Regions from separate parts of the Arabidopsis thaliana genome. Here region 1 is linked to region 2. The links are chromatin contacts, called in public ChIA-PET maps. All regions are on one chromosome and are shown on one strand. Each heading gives the region's core, a stretch centred on a gene start, on an enhancer-like site or on the middle of the called end of the contact. The rest is flanking DNA. Distances are from core to core; before and after follow the strand shown.

Region 1 (7,870 bases), core at 2,133-4,632, 37 kb before region 2:
TAAAATTGGTTGATGTAAAACACTGAAACCTATTAATAATAAGTTGTGTATGAGAATGTATCGACTAGTTTTGAAAAGAAATGGAGTAAGAGCCGGTGTTGGGATCTTCACAGCCTTGAAGTTGTCTACACTCATCCCACATCGACCAAATATCGAGTTTCCCATCTCCTTTAGTTTTGCTCTTAAAACACCACCAAAACATATTATCTCATATGATCAAAAGTGTGGTTCAAGACTTTAAAATTTCAATATACTGTTAATAATACTTTTATTTTACGATAATTGGCTCCACTTTTTTTTTTAATAATCTTAAATTATTTTGTTTGAGTTTTGACCCCAAAATTTTATAGCCGGTCCTGCCAAAGACATTAAAATTTTAGTGTCCTTGAAACGTTGGTCCAGCAGAGGCAATTCAACATCATCCTCGCATATGGCAACAACCCATCTTGATCTATATCATGCAAATTTAAAGAACGTCCCATAGAAGAAACTTCATGATGGACATACCAAGAAGACAAAACCTTGATCTTTTTTGAGAAGACCGAACCTTAAATTTTATTTTTGTAGTTTCTTTTGGATCGTATTGCATTATTTATGTTGTATTAATAAATCGTGGATGCATTTGAGATTTTGATTTTGTTAATGACTGACTTTTAACTCTCAAACTTGCAAATCCTGCTTCATTTTCTGATGTCTAAAACGTGAATATTGATTTTGCTGTTAAAAAAAAATACAAAAAAAACTAAGCTATATACTTTAAATCCTGCTTCACAATCCTGATTTTGTATGTCTCTGAATTGTTTGTGTGATTTTATCATGTCTAACATCACAGCTTGCAGAAACTGAAGTGTGGATAAATCAGAAACCCATTACAAACAAAATGTATGGATATATGCTCATCATTTATTACACGTTTCAAATTGTATCTAATTTTTTTTAAAAATGTTAATGATAAATCATTCATCAACAGTTAGCTATATACTTTAAAGTTGACAACTCATAAATTACATCAAGCACATGTCAAAATTTATTTCCTTCTTAGCTTGCAAATGTGTAGTTTAGTACAAAACTGTATAATGCTTTTCTCATTTTCTTATTATTTGTTGCTACCTAGCCTCATCATATATTCCATAAATAATGACATACAAGTAATAAATACTCACTTTTCTCACATTAAAACCAAAAAAAAAATACTCACTTTTCTATGAGTAACACATATTTTCCTTTCATTTCAAAATAAAATAAAATATAGATATATAAAATACTGAATTGAGAGTACAATAATTAAAAAAATAAGTAAACAAACAACTCTTACTATAAAATTTCTTTGTTATTTTCTTGCCCTTTAATTTATAACATCTCTCTTCATGTAATTAACAAGCAAATCCAGCTTCCACCAGCTTGTTTAGTTTCTTGTTTCTCAATCTCTCTTCATAAACTTCACTTCCTTGCATTTCTTTCTCATGCCTAAATCATATATTATAACTATAAAATAATAAATTATATAGTAGTAATGATAATAACAATAATAGTAATAATAATTACCTTGGTGGCATAGGTATTAAAGGAGATAGAGTTTGTACAAGCTTGAGAGCTTCTTCTTCCGTGTTCACAATTTGGTTGAAGCAAAAGTATCTACCACAAGCCGAAGTATCCTCGAATGCTCGAATGTGAACATCCGCTACAAATTCAACATCTACGTACGCTAACACACCGTTCTCATACATTTGTGCAGCTCCTACAATCACATACATAGCCAGAACAATTACATTATTAGTTACATGAATGTAGTATATATATGTACCTGATTGTCAAAAAATAATAATATATATATATACCTTTGAGGTAAGACATGGTCGGTCTTGGGTTGTGTTGAGCCACTGATGGTCCAACGATGAGGCCCGGGTTAACCGAAACCATGTTGACCATACGATCCATGGCTAATGCCCAAGCTGCCTTCTCGGACTGTGTCTTCGCAAGAGCATGCCACAACTGTGATTAAGAAAGTAGTTACAAAATTAAATTAAGTACTATTCTAAAATATGATCTAGGTAGGATTTAGTTAGAGTTTTGACCTCTTTAATATTTTATTAAGGCAGTCTTACATTGAATCTTGACCAAAATGAGTCTAAGATAAACACATGACATTATGACAAATGTCAAATACATTACATGAAGACCCAATTTTTGATTTACTTTTCCAACAAAGATTCACTACCCCCAAAGTTTTAGAAGTTCAACAAATAATATGGTATCTTGTAATTTCAAAATAACAATAATTTAAATAATACATTTCAGATTGATTGATGAAAAGGTACATGAAATAATTGTTCATTCTATGTCAAAACTATCATATATGAATATGAATAAACTGTGGGTCCAACATGTTTATAAATGTCTTGAACTTTTCAAGAAAATGAATGAACCAAAAAGAGTTGAACTAAAATACCTTTTTTTTGAGACAGAAGTCAAGATCACTCCAACACTTCTCATCAACATCTTTCTGAGTTCCAATGTTATCTCTCCAAATTGCAGCAGTTAACGAAGATGAGAACACAATCTTCTCTATACTCTCTGTTCTTGCACATGCTTCCACCACATTAATAGCTCCTCTCACCTCCAAATCCACTTCCTTCTCCTCCTAATTTCACATCATTTCATAAACAAAATCTCAATTTCCCCAAACCACACAAAAAAAAAGAGAGATTACAGAGAAGTGGTGAGTGAGAAACACTAAAATACTCACATCGTACCCTTCAGGATTATCCAAACAACAGAAGACAGCATTACAATTGTTGAGAGAAATGAGGATACTTTGGTAATCTAACACATCCACATCATAAACCTCTAATCTCTCTTCGTTAGCTTCCATGTCTCTGATTTTCTCTTCAAGCACACTCTCCCCTATTACCAAAAATCCTCATTAGAGAGAAAAAAAAAAAACCCTTGCAACAAGATTCCATCTAAATTTGATTGTACCCATAAGTGAACTTGAACCCATTGCCTCAAAAATTGATTGGAACCAATTAAAGGTTGGAAACTTTATAGCACCATTAGTGAATTTGGCCAGATAAACAAATCATTTGTCTCAAAATCCTTGAAATCAATTGAAAAAAGAGTTTGATAGATTTTTTTACCGTTTTTACGGATAGCTGCGTGAACAGAGTAACCTCTAGTGAGCAATCTCTTGAGAATCCAGAAACCAACATAAGTGGAAGCATCAAGAACACAACAACAAGAAATGGTCTTTTCTTGATTCATCAGTTTTGTTGATTAGAAATATCTGGAAAAAGTGTATGGAGAGAAAAGAAGATATTTAGTTGGGTCTTACTATGTAGAGGAGAGACGTGAGGAGAAGGAAGTAGTAATAAATAGGAGAAAGGTGGGTGAACTATTTCATTGTTGCACGCTCCCAACCTACTCATCTTCTTGTTTTACTATATGGCTTTGTGTTGTTGGTTAATCCATTGACCGGTGGAAAAAAAAACAGAATAATAAATAATTGATTGAAAAACGTAATTCTTTTTTTTTAATGTTTTGTAGTATTAGTTATTTTTAAACTATTATTATTTTAATATTTCTAAAGTTTATATTTAAATAAATTAGTAATTTGGATTCAAATACTATAGTGAAAAAAGAGAAGGTTAATATGAGAAGTTGACAACAAAGTAGCTAGAAGTTAGTAGGTAGCGATTGTGGTGTGAAGATGATTTACGATGACATTGTGAGTTAGCTTTATCTTACGTTCTGAATTCTGACAAGTGTTCTTAAAAGAAAGATAGGTAGAATTATCAAAATGAATATATATGTTGTGCCAACCAAACATAATTAGATAAAACGAGTAGAACAAAGGGAATATAAAAATGAAAAATATTATTGCAAATATTATCATTTTTAGTTGCAGATTTTAAACTAATCAACGACTTTAATCATTTTATTAGTTTATAATTCTTTTTGTTATGTGTTGACTTGTATTTTAATTATTTTTTATAGTAACTAGTGACATAAAAAATATGTGATACGGACAAATTTTGTACTATTAGTCTATTCTGCATATCAATTAGTTGCGATGTCGCCCGTGGGATATCTTTAGGTCACAAGAATATATACCGAGGATCCGTCTTCTAAGACAACTTAGCACATCGCATAAATCGAGCCATCAAGCACAAAAACATTGGTTAATGTGATAAACCATGCAATGCGCTATTTAACATATTTGTAAAAAAAACATCAATTACAGTATAACACTAACCAAACATATATGTTTTGATAAGGACTTAATTACATTTTAAACTATACATAAAATTTGATATGTGACATAAAAATTCCATGTAGATATAACACACATCCTTTTGTTATCCATTAATGTTTAGGGTCTAGCGATGCTTAGATCACATTTTCATCTCTCGCATAAGAATTCAATCCTAGACAAAACTAGGAAAGCTTAATCTCTAATTCGATACATATGCTTATAATCGTCGTTTCAAACTTTAATTTAATTCCACGAAACTGATTGTATAATTTCGTATGCGTATTCTAAAACCATTGCATGTACCCATCAGCTTTATAAAATAACAGCTGGGACATTTTCTTCTAAGGGAATTAATATACATTGCAAAAAGACAATGTATATATATTTATGAGGAAATTAGTATTATCTCCGTTCACAATCTCTAAGCAGAGCATTTGTTCAGGACAACAGATTCAATAGGAATCTTATCAACCGGAAAAGCACAGTCCACCGGTGCTCCTTTCTCCGGCAACAAACTACACGGTTTAGGTGTAACCTTGCTCGAAACTCCAGAGATGCTTGTACAATTCCACAACAACTTCTTCGGCTCAGCAGCCAAATCAATCTTTATATTCGACATACATATCTTTGTGAAAGGATCGTTCTTGAACCCATCGAGCCTCGCAGGTTGCGTGACATTATCCGCGGTCATGTCACGGTAGTTGATATTCGTAATCACGGGCATAGCCTTGGGATCAAAACCGGAAGCGGGGTGTTGGTTATAAGCACCGCTCATCCAGAAAACGTATTTCATTGTTTTCATTGTGAACCTCCTGGCGAAAATATCCTTAACATAACCACCACGACCAACCGCGGTTTTGATTCGGATAGCGGATTGTGTCTGAAGTAATGTAATGTCTTCGATTCTAACGTCTTTGATTCCACCGGACATTTCACTTCCGAGTGCTATTCCAGCGCTGTCGGGAGAGATGCATGTGAGCCGTCGGATAGACAATTGTTGAGTTGGCATGCCGACTTTGATACCAAACTGATCCCAACCGCTCTTCACGGCGATGCAATCGTCTCCCGAGACTACGTAACAGTCTTCTATCAATGTGTTGGTGCATGAATCTAATAAAGAAGAAAAAAGTGTGTCAAAACAAAATGACAATGCCATGTGAAAATATAAAGCCAATATGATGATTAGAAACACAAACAAAAAATCAGAGCGTTTTGATATAATGTGGCGTGGGATATGGACTTACCAGGGTTGATTCCATCGGTATTAGGAGAATCGATAGGAGCAAGAATGGTAACGCCTTTGACGATGACATTGTTGCAATATACAGGATGAATATTCCATGCAGGCGAATCGATGATTGTGATGTTCGAGATCTGAACGTTTTGAGAGAAGATGATCTCGATTGTGTAAGGTCTTGTGATCCCCTTAAATCCACCACTGCGATACTTCACCCACCAGTACTTTCCTTGCCCGTTGATCGTTCCGTTGTTACCTAACCAAATAAATTCCATTAATTCTAGTCTTTATACGTAAAATACATTCTTAAGATCTTATATCATTGATTCTTGGTCGTTAAAGCACCAAACTGTTGCTACTAATTCATTAAATTGTTGTATTATTAATTTGGTTAACCTTACCGGTGATAACAACATCAGTTAGGTTTGTGCCAGAGATTAGACTAGCAAATGTTGGTCCTGCTGCATCTCTTCCTTGTCCGTATGATGGCAAAGGTGCAACCACTGGATATTCAGATTCATCCTATTTTTTGAAAAACCACAAAATAAAAAACATGTAAATAAATGACTAATTCCTTACACAAAATATATTTATCTAATTTCAGTTTTATATAATGCAAAAATGGAAATCATTCATACCTGAGAAGCAAGAATAGTTGCACCTTTTTGGATGAACAAAGTAAAATGGCTGGTGAGGTTGAAACTTCCGGTTAGCCATTTTCCTGGTGGAACAATGAGTTGCACTCCACCGTCGGCTGCCTTTGGAGCAAGCTTGGTTATGGCTTCTTTGAACGCTTTTGTGTTCGAGGTCTTTCCATCACCAACTGCTCCAAATTCTGTCAAAACTGCGGTATGTTTTCGACAATTCAACGCCATATATTCAATATTTGTCTTTCCTTTGCTAGCTAGATCCCGAGCTTCCATCATCGAAAAACTACTAATTGCCAAAACTACTAATATACAAAAACTTGTCCGAATCATCTGTTGAATAGAAGAAAAAATTAAACCATATTTTGAATGTTCTCACAAATTAAACTCACTTTCAAAACATGTTTAGGAGGATGACATTGTTTAAAATAACGTTACCTTTAGAGTTGAAGGATTGATAGAGAACTCCATTTGATTCTTATGACTTGTTTTTGGTATTTGTGTTTGTTTTTTTATTTGGCTTAAAACAGAGTAATTTATAGAAGAACAAAATAGAGAAAAACATGCTTAAACTTTATCTAAATCTAAGCCTTGAATTGATTTACCAAAAATAAGTAGAGCTAAAAAAGGTGCAATTATGTACCAATCTTGTTATTTATTTCTGTTAAGACAAACAATTCCCGTTTTAGTAGAAAATAATCCAACTTCTGAAGTTATAGATCTTAAATTAGGTAAATTGACTGAAGAAAATTTGTATGTCAATTGGAATGAAATATCCGGACCTTCCTATAAGGGCTATAAGAAGATCATTAAGATCTTGAGTTACCTATAATAAAAACAAATCTCTTAATTAGTTTTCAAATTGGCATGTAATGTTGAAGGGGTAAATTTATTATTTGGGATTGAGATTTTATCCGTTTTAAGAGATATTATATTATAAGTAAAATATTTATGAGACTAGCAATTTTTTTACTTATTGGGACTAAACTATTCTAATGCTCTAGATTCCCTATACATCTACTTCTTTGCTCCAATTGTAGTGTTTTTTTTTTTTTTTTTTTTTTCATAATTGAATTCGCAACTTATGAATAAACGGCTCAACTTAAAACATTTTAAGCCTTTATTAAACTTGCACCATAATCTACAAAGATATTTCATGTTTTTAGAAATCAAACTTCAAAGTAGCACCATAATCCCTAACTAAAACCAACAAAAAATCTCTAATTGTTACATCCTTTGTTTTCAAGTGTTAGCCACTTTAAGTTATGCAAAAGAATCATCAGCAGCAGCAAGAATCTGAGATTGAATTGCAAGCCTTCTTGTCGTCTGATTCGTCATCGATACAAGAAAAGTTTCTCGTCTAGCGAAATCATCTGTTCAGTTCTTAGGGGAATGAAAGCTATCTCAGGTTTTGAAAAGGGTTGAAGCAACCTGAAAAGAAAAGTAGAAAAGAGTTTTCGTTAAGCTCCTTAATTCCAAAATTCAAAAGTCAAATCAATCAATAAAACTCAAAATGTCCGGCTCTTTTAAGGTCACAGGTTTATATACCTTGACATGATGTGGCATGATCTTGATATCGTAAGGAACGTGAAGCCAGGCTTCAGGTCGGTATAACAGAAAGTTCTCAGGTTTACTGGTATAAACGTCTGCGTATTGGTGGATGTGATAAGAGAATGCTGATTCTTGACCAGTGTCTGTGACAAATGTAGCTCCAAACGATCTGTTGAACATTTG
Region 2 (7,645 bases), core at 4,062-6,561:
AAACTTCTGCCGCAAACCTTACTACCAGTACTAGAGCCGCCGAAGATCAGAAAGGAAAAGAGGATTCACTAAGAATAAATAGTATTACTTACGGATTATGAATACGTCTTTGTGGTTACTTACGGATTATGGACACCTTTGTAGTGTTATTTATTAGTTACTTTGACTTTTTATAGCTCTTATGAATAATATGGACACCTCTTTGTGATAAAAAAAAAATAAATAAAAATAAATAAATAAAGAATTATCCGATGGTAAGATATAGGCATGGGCATAATACCCGGAACCGAATATCCGAACCGAAAAACCCGAAAAATAACCAAACCGAATCTGAATCCGATTTTTAGAATAACCTGAATGGGTCCTCGACTTCACTACCCGAAAAAACTCGAACCGAACCCGAACCGAATCTAATACCCGTGGGTACCCGAATACAAATGTAACCTAAATATATTAGTTATATATATATTTGTAATACCTCAAACACCCAAAATTAAAATTATAAATCCGATTATACTAGATTCTTTTAGTAATTCATATACATTTGGATATATTTGGGATAAAAGTAACAAATGTTATAGTTTTCTTTTAGGTAATTTAAGTATTTTGTTTACATTTGGTTATATTTGTATAAAAAGTAACAAATATATTTACGGGCAATCGGGTATTTCGGGTAGATTTGGGTATATATGAGTAAAAAACCCGAATCCAACCCGAACCCAAAAATATTTTGGGTATTTTTGGTTATTTTTACATTTTTACTAAAATAACCGAACCGACCCGAAACCGAACCGAAACCGAACTGAATTTTTAGAATACCCGAATGGTTCTCAACCTCTTACCCGAATAGACCCGATACCCGGAAAAAAAGAACCGAACCCGAACGGGTACCCGAATGCCCACGCCTATCTAAGATATGTGTTATTTTATTTGAATTTCAAAGGTTTGAGCTATAAGGATATGATTATATAGATGGTCAGTGATGTTTAGATTTTAGTGCATTATATACAAAGTAAACTGGGTCTCATAATTATTTTACAAACAAATTACTGTACAGAATCAATCGAGTTTTACCAGCCGCTATTACGAGCTCGTGGCAAGCAGCTCCAAACGCCATAGCAAGAGACATCGCTAAGAGTGTTACTGGTGATGAATATCGTCAATGAAGTAAAGAGAAAATGTCTAACAAAAACACTGAAATATAAACCCTCTTCTAGTCCTTGGTGAACTAGTGATGTTGGTCGTGGTGGAGCAAACATAAGTAACTCTCAGTTTAGTCTCCTCAACTACATGCCCTGATTCTTTGCTAAACTGCAAAGTTGCTCATCAGAAAAAAACGAAACAAATGCTTTAAGGAACCAAAAGCCAAAGTGTGAATTATTCATCAAATCAACAATGTGAATCAGTACCATCTCACGAGTAACTTCTTTGGCTGTGACTCCAGGACTAGCCAGTACACTTTGAATCATAAACTTTTCAAAGCTCTGCATATCAGAAGGAACTTCCTTTTGAGCTTGCATGGTCACTAGACAAACAACAAATAAAGATTCATCAAATTCCTAGTCCAAGAACAAGTTTGGCAGTTGAAGGGGGAAAAAAAGTTTCCCCAAGAAAACGATTAGAGAACGGACCAAGAACTTTACAAGTCGACTTTGGAAGAATAAGTCCATAATTAGGCCTAACGCAATAGTTGTTCCGATTTGTCGTCTTAACCTCAAATAAAATAAAGAGAATCACGAGAAACCTTAGAAACACGAGATAATCACGACAATTTAATGACTCGGAAAACTTTGTTTTACCTTAAAGGCCACGTTATTGTCTGTCTTGTTCGTCAAGTAAAGAGAGCAAGACATCTGCTTCTTCAATTCAACTACATCAACTCAGCCAAGTGAATAGCGAAATTTAATAGTAAACCATAACTCAACAAAATCTGGTTATGGACAAGAAAGACATGCAAAATCAGGGAAAACAAGAAAAAGTCAAAAAAAAAACTTACAAGGGAATTGAAGATACATAGGCTCGATTTCGAGAAGCTCGTTGTTACTCATCTTGAGAAGATCGCCGGAGATTCAAACTTTTCCGATCGAGAGAGGGAGAGGGAGAGAGATCGAATGAAGAGAGTCGGAAAAATCGTTATTTGTCTTGTTACGACAAGGGTAAAAATTGTCTGTTCAACTAAAACTGAAACATTCTTTGAAAAGTTCCATGTTGAATAATCAGCTAAACCATTTGTTACGACTACTACTATTATATTATTATAAGTTTTGCAAATTAAAACCTCTACCAATTTCCCTTCTCCTTCCGAGTCCACTAAGTAGCTTCTCGCGCAAGAATCATTTTTAAAAAAATATAATAATTTAATTGTAGACTTGTGGTTAATAACATGAACATCGGAAAAAATCAAAATCTTAAAGGTTAAGATAAAAGAAGCTCAAAATCGACAAAAGAACTATGCGGATAAGCGTCGGAGAGAGTTTGGAGTTTTCGGTTGGAGATATGGTTTATTCTAAAATATGTTTTTAAAAAGAAAAGACATAACTACTAATGTTAATTTTGTGAAACCCAATGGTAAAAGGTTTAAAGACTTTTAGACTAGAGAGAAATCTAATCTAAGTGAGGTTAGTAGGAGATCTAAGTGTGGCAGGGAAACTACACTTTATGAAGTGTCTATACTCTATTCGTTATTCTTATTCAACTTTTAACCCGTGCAAAATCTTGAAACAAAACAAAACAAAGAAAAATCATTTGACCTCTATTAACGATCCGAAAATTTATATTGAGGAACCAATGATACTTTCTTAAAATAAAATTTAAGAGCTTGATTAAGTTTTTTGATCTTCATTAGCTATCTATAAGATAGTCACTAGCTAGCTATCTTTTATTAGTGATAGTAACAAAACAAGTAAAGACAGCTACGAAGATTATTAGAAAAACCTTAAGATGATTAAATTTGAAACGTACGAGTATTTGAACTCCACTGAGCTAGACGTTAAGAAACAAAAAGAAAGAGTCAAGTGAGAACTAATGTTGCTTTCGTCTTCTTGAAACAATCTCCGACGCCCAAGCCTTGCCTATATTAGTCTGGAACTTCCCTGAATCAAACAGTAACAAGCTTAAAGCCTTCAACCATATTCAGATTATCTATTTAGAGTATAATGACATACAACAAAAATTACCTGCTGTTGATTGGAAAAACTCTTCTAGATCTTTCCCTTGATCTGCGTTAAATAGCAAACAAAAAACAATATGAGTATTAGTTTCTGCTAAATCTCTTATCGAAAGAGAGTTTCTTTTATTGGTCATTCATTACCTTGTTCATATTCCAAAGCTTGTAGTATCAGCTCAACTTTATCGAAATCTTTAACAACTTTGGCTTCAGGTGAAGAGTTCTCTTCGTATTCTCTCCAAAGCTCAGCGATTTCTTTTGCTGCAATTACGATATATACATTTTTAGAAGTGATGATAAGTGTTATACAAATGAGCATAAGAAGGTCGAACGAAGATACATAAGGTATTTCAACAATAGAAGAGAAACAGACCTCTTTCGCCTCCACCCAAGAGTTTGCACATGTGCTCAAGTGCTTCGCTTTCTCTTCGGTTTTTCTCTTCTTTAGATATCCCACAAGAAGGTGTAATGTCTCCTACAATGGCTGCTCAACAACAACTCGACTAAATAACTCGTGATTAAGAAAATCGATGATTAAAAATCTCTAAAAGTGAAAGAACTAACCTTCTGCAATATCATGAACAATCGCCATTTTCATGCATCTATAGAAAGAAAAGTATGTATATAAGAAGAGTTTTTTCACAGCAGTTGAAACTTGAAAAGAGAGAAGCAAGCAAGAAACTTACTTGTCTCTGTTAACACCGGGGATATCTGAAGAAATTAGAGCCATAAGACCCATCCGATACATGTGATCCGCTATAGATTCTGGATCTTTCACATCTCTCTTAATCCATCCAGCTCTTGGAGTTGTCTATTTGATATAAAAAGATGGTTTACCAAACGATACAGCACACAAACTCTATCGTTAAATCAGCAAACAAAAACTCACTTGATTCACAAAAAAGTAAAACACATGACAAACTTCACATCTTCAAGGATTTAGTAATCACAGACCATTAATCACATAAACTTGAAATCATTTCATTCCCCTAAACGAATTCTACAATCCGTCAACAGATGCAGCCAAGCTTGACAATGTTTCATTTCCGTAACAATCCACTATACATTCCAATACAATCCATTAAGCACGAAACGTTTCAAGCTATCTCCACACAGATCCATCATAACATTGATAACAAACATCCACACAAATCTAAAAAACAAATGATCTTATATAAACAGTTACAATGCATTGAGTTTCTACAATCCATCACCAGAATAATCTCCATTCTTAACACAGATCCAATCTTACATTGGTAAAAAACATCCACATAAATCTAAACAATGCGTTAGAGGTTTCAAACCAACATCTGTATCAAATTCTAGGTTCCATAGACAAAAGTTACGAGTAGAAATAGTTCATTGACAGAAACCACCGCGAAAACTAACCAGATTCACATAAAAACTTCACATCTACACAGTAACAACAAAGCTTGAAATCGTTTCATTGCACAAACGAATTTACAGATTCCAATACAATCCATCAACAAGAACATCAAAAGTAACTACATAGCTTGAAATCGTTTCATTTCCCTAACGAAATCAGATTTCCACACAATCCATCAACAAGAACAATCGCATCATCTAACCAACATTGCGTTGTATAATCACACAAAACCACCGGATCTTAGCGAAAATGTAAGGCGGATCAATCAAAGCTTACCTTGAGACGAGTACAGAGAGAGAGGAAATCAATGGCGGAAGAAGCGGACGAAGAAGAAGAAGAAGAGGGAACAGCCGCGACATTAGGAGGAGAAGAGACGGAACCATCTCCGGATTGAGGGGAATCGGAAGCCATGCAGTGAATAGCTCGATTAGGAGAAGAAGCACCGGCGGCGGAGTAAGTAAATCGGATATGAGAACGAGTGAAAGAAGGAACGAGGAAGACGAGAGATAGTGATTTGCAGAAGAAGACTCGATTCACATTCTTCATCTTTCTTTTTTTTTCTTTGCTTTATCTTTCTTCGTGTTTTGGGAATCGTGTTTGTTTACTTTGTTACCTTAACTGTTTCGTCGTTTCGATTAGTTTTGTTTCCTCTGGAGACTTTTATTGGGCCTTTTATTATATGAAGACCCAATAGTGTAGTGGGTCTTGAATTCCGAATCATTGGAAAAAAGAAAATAAGTCCCTTCACTTGGTTGATCTGGACAGCGTTTGCTTGAAGACAAGCAAACTATCTAGGTTCGGGTCATGAGTTTCGTGGGGCTAACATCAAATCAGGGGAAAAACGTATTTTCATATCTAGGTTTGGTCAAGAGTTTATAACAACATCGTTTTAAGTGTTAGAATTAAAATTTTATAGAGTTGTACAAAAAAATTAGGTCTCGAACTCATGATAGTTGTCGATCAAATGTTAATAAGCTGCCTAAATGAGTGAAACGTCGTGGCTTCAATATCTGATTTTTACAAAATTTTGTATAACTTTAATTCTAACATTTAACACGATGTCGTTTTGAAGTATAACATCAAATACATGTCATTTGACTCAGCAACTGTAACAGTTGACTAATACTCGTTATTTACGATTTTGAATTAAGCACTAAATGTAAAGTTTAGCTATAAAATTCAAATGTTTTTGGAGTTTGGGTATGAATTCATCCTTCAAATTTGTTTTGGTATGAAAATACACTTTGTAAATTGTTCGGGTATAAAAAAACCCTTGTCCCAGAAAATAAGAGTATGGTTTTTGAATTTCTAATTCTCTGTTTTTTTTTTCTACTTTTATTTGGAAAGTCTTATTCAAGGTTCTTGTGTGTTCAGGTTTGTTGATTTGGACCACCTCACTCGGTTTCTTCTAGGAGTTGATGCTCTGAAGTTTATGATCATATTCCTGATATCATCAGAGTGCAAGATTCCTCAAAGTAGTACTTACTACTAGAAAAGTTGATGGTACATTACTAATTAGTTTGTTACTATCATATTATGTGATATGATGATATTTAATATAATAAAGTAAAGTTTCCACAAAACTCAAGCTATGAGAAGCTAACCGTCACATTTTTTTCAAACTTAAATAAACTAATATCTATTTTAGTTAGTGTTATTCACATAATTATACTTATAAGCTACATATAAGAAAATATTTAGTAGGTAAATATTTTTTCTACGGATGTATCAAAGGTAAAAATATCAAAAATGTGTCAGTTTTCAAATTTAGGACGAAAAAACTTAAACTTTCAAAATATCATTAAATCACAATTTTTTTTTTGAATTTTTTAATATAGTAGCCTCGGATTGACTGATTATTGTTTGTACAAAATTTTGGTGTCTCGTTTTCTCTTTGCATATGCAATGTGTCACATGGATGTCTTATGTGGATTTGATACTGATATGTTGTAACGTGATTGGTCATTTACCTAAAAAGTGAAATTTTTCTCAAACAATGATCTAAATTGAAATATAGTCGGACTTTTTTTTTATGCTAAGAATATAAATATTTCATATGTAAATTAGGAGAATGGATTAAATTTTTAGGTAACACTTAATGTATTAAATCCATTCTCCTAATTTACATATGTTAATATTTACAATATTATCTTCTATTTATCATTTTTAATTTAATCAAGTTATTCAAATCTATTTATTTTTTTGTCAAAATTTCAAATCTTATTAATATAAAAAATTATTTGAGAAATTATCATAAAACAATCTAATTAATATGCATTATTATTGGATAACGATTTTTGGTATTTAAAACAATCTAGTTCACTTAAATCTATGATAGATTGTTTTAAATACCAAAAATCGTTATCCAATAATAATGTATATTACAAATTTAAAATAGTGCTTCAAAGGAATCCAACAAGAAAAATAAAAAACAACACAAGTACACAACAACAATAACAACGCAAGTAGGTTAGGTACTTAGGTAGCAATGCATGCAGCCTGATTCAAACGATCTACATATGTTTTTAAATAAAAGATCATGTCATTTGATTCTTCCCATTGTCTATTTTCTATAATAAGTAGGTTAGGTATCAACGCAGCCTCCAAAAGCATAAAAACAAATTGCAAATTTTCCAGTGGCATATGTATATATTAGTCACTTGAATTTCATTAAATAAAATACGAGTAGAAACGTTGACAAATATTACGAGTAAACAAAAACAAATTGGACTTTGGAAGCCTTTACATTTTGCTCACGCAAGTAAAAACAAAAGGAAAAAGAAATACTCAATTATTTGACATAGTAGAAATAAGATATTCATATGAAAGTGAAAGCCATTTGATCTTTCAAAGGTTTAATGGTTTTATATTAGGCTAAGGTATGCTTTTCAAACAATTGTTTAACTAAAAAAACTGTAGATACAAAAAAATAATCATAATTTCAGCATATTGCAAATAAGATTGTTTGTTGTGTATTACAATTTACAAATAAAATTATATATCGTAAGTTTATAACCATAAACAGAATCTGTCTTTAATTTTTTAGAAGGTCACAACTGAGGAAAGAAAATAAAAGTTTTTTTAATGATTTA

Evidence for each region. ChIA-PET counts read pairs in DNA pulled down with a chosen protein or histone mark.
Region 1: a contact with region 2 is called in an H3K4me3 ChIA-PET map of shoot, with 12 read pairs. The contact joins the promoter of AT2G23910 here to the promoter of AT2G23820 in region 2. A contact is called at or near these places in 5 of 26 Hi-C or Micro-C datasets (cotyledon, leaf, root and 2 more) and 1 of 2 datasets of contacts at active chromatin or transcription factors (shoot).

The regions. Positions count from the first base shown.
Region 1 is chr2:10,173,293-10,181,162 of TAIR10.1, reverse strand. AT2G23910 (NAD(P)-binding Rossmann-fold superfamily protein) reads right to left here and starts at 3,382. Exons shown (of 6, transcript NM_127952.3): 1 at 3,138-3,382; 2 at 2,747-2,904; 3 at 2,450-2,641; 4 at 1,839-1,992; 5 at 1,546-1,738; 6 at 1,075-1,467. The coding sequence starts at 3,261. The coding sequence ends at 1,374. It overlaps AT2G23900 (Pectin lyase-like superfamily protein), which reads right to left and starts at 6,648. Exons shown (of 5, transcript NM_127951.5): 1 at 6,575-6,648; 2 at 6,128-6,469; 3 at 5,891-6,011; 4 at 5,497-5,745; 5 at 4,305-5,362. The coding sequence starts at 6,607. The coding sequence ends at 4,674. AT2G23890 (HAD-superfamily hydrolase, subfamily IG, 5'-nucleotidase) reads right to left here. Exons shown (of 13, transcript NM_127950.4): 12 at 7,685-7,870; 13 at 7,218-7,567. The coding sequence ends at 7,541.
Region 2 is chr2:10,138,049-10,145,693 of TAIR10.1, reverse strand. It overlaps AT2G23820 (Metal-dependent phosphohydrolase), which reads right to left and starts at 5,311. Exons shown (of 7, transcript NM_201793.4): 1 at 4,830-5,311; 2 at 3,853-3,977; 3 at 3,731-3,768; 4 at 3,540-3,650; 5 at 3,311-3,427; 6 at 3,177-3,218; 7 at 2,756-3,092. The coding sequence starts at 5,099. The coding sequence ends at 3,022. AT2G23830 (PapD-like superfamily protein) reads right to left here and starts at 2,226. Exons shown (of 5, transcript NM_127946.2): 1 at 1,997-2,226; 2 at 1,800-1,870; 3 at 1,632-1,713; 4 at 1,410-1,525; 5 at 980-1,311. The coding sequence starts at 2,048. The coding sequence ends at 1,183.